Linked DNA regions of Sus scrofa: region 1 is linked to region 2. A link is a contact called in public Hi-C data. All regions are on one chromosome and are shown on one strand. Each heading gives the region's core, a stretch centred on a gene start, on an enhancer-like site or on the middle of the called end of the contact. The rest is flanking DNA. Distances are from core to core; before and after follow the strand shown. Region 1 overlaps LOC110257457 (a long non-coding RNA gene). Region 2 holds the start of SRXN1 (sulfiredoxin-1).

Region 1 (2,700 bases), core at 131-2,630, 85 kb before region 2:
CCACAATGGGAACTCCAAGCGGGAGGGAACTTTCAGGCCAGCAAAGAGGGAAATCATCAGAAAGGTTGAACAGTGGCCCCAGCACCCTCTCACACGTGGCATAGAGTGGGGTACAGGGCTCTGGGGCCAAGCTGAGTTCAAGGCCCCCTCCCCCTGGCCGCCAGCTGTACCATCTTGAGCAAGACCCACTCCCCCTTCACCTTTTTCCTTTTCTGTTAAAGTGGACACGCTAAGAGCACCTGCTTCACTGGGTGCTGGGGGAAGTGAATTACCCAGAACTAGAGGTCAGCGCTTCCCTTAGCATGTGCTCCATGAACAGCAGCCCACCTTCCCTGCTTGGCACCCTCCACACCTGGAAAAAAGCTAAGCAGAGACCTAAATGCACCCCGAGTGTTGGGCCTTGAGAGCCCTTTGGGAGGAGGCTCCCTCCATCACCAAAAAGAACACGGTCCACCTCCATCCCGTGACGATCTTAAATCCTCAAGGTTGAGAGGAGGATGCTGATTTTTTACATCAACTGCATCAGGAAATAATTAATATAAAACCTAAGGGACCCATGTTATCCATTTAAAGCATATCTTTCTGGAGTGCCCTGGTGGCCTGGCATTGTCACTGCTGTAGCTTGGGTTCGATCCTGGGCCCCAGAATTTCTGCCTGCCGCATAGGCAGGCAAAAAATAAATAAAAGTATCTTTCCATGAGTTTTGACAAATATACACCCTGTGTAGCCACCGCCCAATCAGAATGCAGTACATCCCCATCACCCCCAAAATCTCCCTCGCGTCCCTCACCTGTCACGCCCACCCCCTGGCCCCCAGCCACCACGAATCTGATTTATCACTGTCGCTCGCTTTTGCCTCTTCTGGAATTTCATATAAGTGAAACTAGACAGCATGTATCCTTTTGTGCTTGGGACCCTCCCCAGCAGGGACACCTGTCCCCCAGAAGCCAGGATCCGGCAAAGGATCTGGGATGCTCGTGACGGCATTTCCCACCTGGGCTTGATGGCAACTCCTGGTTGGCTTCGCTGGGATTCTCAGCTCATTGAGTCCCCAGGGCCCAGTTTTGTGCCTGAGACCAGAGGTGAGGCCATGCCCTAGCCTAGGAGTTAGTAAAATATATGTGTGTGTGTACGGGTGAGTGCATGTGAAAGACAGACAGAGAATGAGTCTGTGTGAGAGAGAGATCAAGGTGAGTGTGCATATGTGTGAGAAAATAAATGTGGGTTGGGAGTGTGTGTATGTGAGCATGAAAGATCACTCCTGCCCAGGCCTGGCAGCTGGACTAACGGTCCATTTCCCCCAGGTCTGGCGGCCTCCTCCAGGCCCCCAGCTGCCCTGATGGGCCAGGCCAGCCCCCCCACGGGAGCCCCCAGCCGCTCCCCACTCGGCTTTCCTTGTATTGTGCGCAGCCTGGTTCCTCGAGGAAATGGGGCGGCTGCTGGGTGCGGGGGCGGCCGCCAGCAGCCCCACCCCCTTCCCCCCATTGTCACTCTTGGCTTTGGCCCCTAGCCCCTGCTGCCGACACTAAAAATAGACTTGTTCACAGGGAGACGGCCGCACCCCTGAACGGGCTTCCAGGCTGGGCGTGAGGTCGGGGTCGCCAGGACAGAGCTGTCCCTGGGAGGCGAGGTGTCCCCATCCAGTGACCGGAGTCAAAGCACATAGGGCCGTGTGACCTCAGGTCACCTTCTTCCCCTCGTGAGCCTCAGTTTTCTCATCCGTCAGATGGGGATAAGGACACCTACCTGCTGGGCTTGCTCTGAGAGTGAAGAGAAGTGTGGTTGTGCCCCGAGGGCTTTGTTCCTGTCCTGCTCGATGCCACCTGAGTATCTGGAGAGCCTGAGGAGGGCAGAACTTGCCCACCTCCTCATCCCGATCTTCAGTGGCTGCCCAGGGCCTCCAGCTTCCCCTTCAGGGGAGCCGAGGGCCTGGAGAGCCCACCTGGGAGTCTAGAGGCATCTGCAGGTGAAGCCATGGGATACCTGGCAGGTGTCATCTCTCTGCGCCTCTGACATCTCTGTGAGCTCACGCCGTGACTTCTGCTGCCCAGGCTGGGACTTGAACCCATGTCTCCAGCCTCTGAAGGCTTGTGTTTTTTCCGCTTTGAGGGGCCGTGTCTGTTCTGATGACTCTGCAGACTTCCTGGCCGGATCACCTTGTCTTTCAGTCCACAAACATGTGATTCATCGTGAAGGAAGACGGGGGCAGTGGGTGTTGAGGCCTGGGCTCCGGGCTGGGAAGCTCCCCTCCAGCCCACGGGGGTGGACAGCTGCCCTCAGCTGCCACCATGGCCACTGAGCTGGGCCTGCAAAGGAGGAGTTATCAGTGTGTCCTTCTGTCTGTCTACCAGTCTACCAAGCTCTTTCTTCCTTTGTGTTTTTTTTTTTTTCTTTAAGCACGAAATATTTCAGACAGCTTCTGCTGTATAATTTTAGAGTCTGACACTCTTAGAATTACTCTTGTCACAGTTGCAATTTGATATTCTGTAACAATCTCTGTCCCCCACTGACCCTTGGCCCTAGGGCAGGGACTGAGACTTTATTATTAATCCATGCATCCCCGAGACAAGTACAGTGGGAGGGTCCTCCCAGGCAGACCTTGTTCTTGTGCAGGTTTGTCTCCATCCACTTGTACCTGGAGATTCGTGGGGCTGTCTTGTCACCTAGTTTTGTTGTAAACCTTGTCCATGGGGTTCAGGT
Region 2 (2,700 bases), core at 80-2,579:
GACACGAAAGAGTTTTCCAGGGGTGGGGTGGGGTGGAAAGTCTGTGCAAAGGCCCAGTGGTGGGAGAGAGCACACAGGGCCAGATCCTTCAACAACAGCCAGGCACCGTGTTCATGTCACGGAAAGAGCAAGATAGGACCAAGTCTCTGCTTCTATGGAGTTCACACGAGGTGGGGAGGAGGGACAATAAAACCCAAACAAATGTATAAAATAACTCAGCGGGACACAAACCCTGCAAGGAGAAATACCTCGGGTTAAGGGGGGAGCCACAGAACAGGGAGGCAGGGACCTAACCCCAGAGGGGCAGCAGGCTCTCTGGGAAGCAGTTCCAGGCAGGAGGAACTACCAGCAGTGCAAAGTCTAGGACTGAAAGACATGCCTGGAAGCAGGAGAGGTGTCTGGTGGGGCCTCAGGGTCTCACATGGCCACCCTCCAAGGGTCTGGGGGAGGGGGACAAGATGTCATGCAGGACACCTATGGCCCCTCCCTCCCCTCTCATTCCTGCCAGGATCACACCAGCCTTCTCCAGCATCCTCTCTGAGCTGTGGCTGACCTGTTCCTCTCCCAGTTCCAGTTCAAACAAGGCCCTCTCTGCAGACAGGACCCCACCCCCACCCCAGTCCCACTGCCACAGCCAGAAGTGACCACACATCTTATCTTAGGATAATGTGGTGGCCATGCAGCTGGGCACTGTGGCCAGGCTGTACCACTTTCTTAAATGCCTGACCTTGGACAAGTTGCTTGAATCCTCTTGTGCCTTATTTCCTCGTCTGTAAAAGAACCTCTCAGGATTGGCATGAAGAAGCTAAGCACTTAAAAGAGCTCCTGGGCCATTTCAAATACCATCTTGATAGGAGTCAGAGATTGTTATTTTTATTCTCTCCTCCAATCTCCTTGCTCAAAGAGGAAACAGAGGTCCAGAGAGGCCCAGCAGCTTGCTCAAGGTCACACAGCAAATGCTGAGCTGCGGGGGAGACTGAACCAGTCCCGTCTGGCGTCCGGCGCATCCTCCCTCCTCTGAAGCCCTCCCAGCTGCCAGCTTCCCCCAGGGCCTCACCCGGATCGTGTCCACGAGGCTCTGCACCTTGGCCGGGTCCAGCACAGACGGCAGCGGCCGGATGAGCACGCTCAGCGGCACGTTGTGCACCGCGGCGATACAACCCGAGTGGATGCTGCCGCCCTGCGCGCTGCCGCTCGGCCCAGGTCCCTCGGGCGACCCCCGGCCCATCCCGGCCCTGCCCAGCGCTCCTCCGCACGCAGTCCCATCTCGCCGCCGTCGCTACCGCCGCCGCCACTAGACGCACCTCCTCCCAAGGGCTTTAACCCCGGCCGGGCCGTACCATTCTGCGCAGGCGGCGGGGGGCCCGGCCAGTGCGTCTCTCTCCCCCGGCCCCGCAGTGGTCCGGCCCATCCCCCGCGCGTCCCCGCGGGACCTCGGCTCCACTCGCCCGGCGCCGCGGGATGCACGCGGGGCTCCGGCTCTCCGCTGGGGGGCGCCGCACCGCTTCTCCTCTTCCGCTCGGCGTCCCGGGAGTGGAAGCGTCCGGGCAGGCTGACTCAGGGTGAGTCTGCAGGTCGTGGGGCGGGAGGGGCGCCGATGGCTGTGCGTCACACACCGGGGTGACTCAGGTCCGCGGGAGGCGGGGGCGGGGACGCGGCGTGGAAGGGGCCAGATCTGCCCGGCGAGAGTGAGTTGGCAAAACCTCGCTCTTGGCAGCCCAGCCTTTGGAGCCTTAGCGGTAATAGCGGTAGAAGTAATAATAATACCTACCAACAACAGTAATATTACGAGTCTGACGAATCTGGTGCTGTGTCGGGCACTGTCTTAAACACTTTGCATGTACATTAGTTTATTTAAACCTCAAAACAAGTCTGCAAACTAGGTATGATTAACTCCTATTTTGCAGACGGGGGAAACTGAGGCACAGCTTGGTTTAAGAGACTTGCCCAGGGAGTTCCTGTCGTGACTCAGTGGTTAACGAATCCGACTAGGAGCCATGAGATTGCAGGTTCGATCCCTGGCCTTGCTCAGTGGGTTAAGGATCCTCGTTGCCGTGAGCTGTGGTGTGGGTTGCAGACATGGCTCGGATCCCGCGTTGCTGTGGCTCTGGCGTAGGCCGGTGGCTACGGCTCTGATTCGACCCCTAGCCTGGGAACCTCCATATGCCTTGAGAGGGGCCCAAGAAATGGCAAAAAGACAAAAAAAAAAAAAAAAAAAAAAAAGAGAGAGAGAGAGAGAGAGAGACTTGCCTAAGGTAATGAGCTAGTAAGTGGCTCGACCAGGGTTTGAATCCTAGCAGCCTGACTTCAGAGTGTGTTCTGTACCCACTGTTGGTTTGTATGTTGAGATACCTGTGACTCAACTCAGAATGGCTATAAGCGTTAAGAAGATTTGTATTTTCACATAATTAAGATGTCTGGAGGTAGGCATATCCAAGGCTGGTGAAGAAGTAGCTGAACAATGTCAGGATGGAGACTTAAGCCTCCTGTTGAGATTAAGGTGAGGTACCTTTCTCTGGGGCTAATGTAAGTTTGGGACTGGAAGCTGGAGACATTCTAGGATCTATGCAATATCCTTTTGTTTTAGTTTGGATTCTCCCAGAAGTAGATCCCAAGTCTGGGACTTGTATGCGGGTACTTTATTTGGGAGCTGTTCTAGTTATTATCACTGTAGCACAAACCTCTTGGAAATGTAGCAAC

Evidence for each region. Hi-C and Micro-C count contacts between places; a contact is called where the count stands out from the background.
Region 1: a contact with region 2 is called in a Hi-C map of skeletal muscle, with 4 times the contacts expected there. The contact joins the enhancer-like site here to the promoter of SRXN1 in region 2. A contact is called at or near these places in 1 of 5 promoter capture datasets (fetal skeletal muscle), 20 of 47 Hi-C or Micro-C datasets (alveolar macrophages, blood, brain and 14 more) and 2 of 2 datasets of contacts at active chromatin or transcription factors (alveolar macrophages and skeletal muscle).

What each region holds. Positions count from the first base shown.
Region 1 is chr17:34,666,386-34,669,085 of Sscrofa11.1, reverse strand. The region is part of intron 2 of LOC110257457 (a long non-coding RNA gene); the gene reads left to right. Among named protein-coding and RNA genes, the nearest start is that of CSNK2A1, 25 kb to the left of the region's middle. Within about 2 kb of position 1,380, at least 3 of the 83 cell types and tissues checked have an H3K27ac peak or open chromatin away from gene starts, as enhancers often do. A contact at or near this core is called in skeletal muscle, where this site is marked.
Region 2 is chr17:34,581,006-34,583,705 of Sscrofa11.1, reverse strand. SRXN1 (sulfiredoxin-1) reads right to left here and starts at 1,329. Exons shown (of 2, transcript XM_003134361.4): 1 at 1,058-1,329. The coding sequence starts at 1,228. LOC106506648 (a long non-coding RNA gene) reads left to right here and starts at 1,343. Exons shown (of 3, transcript XR_002339912.1): 1 at 1,343-1,562.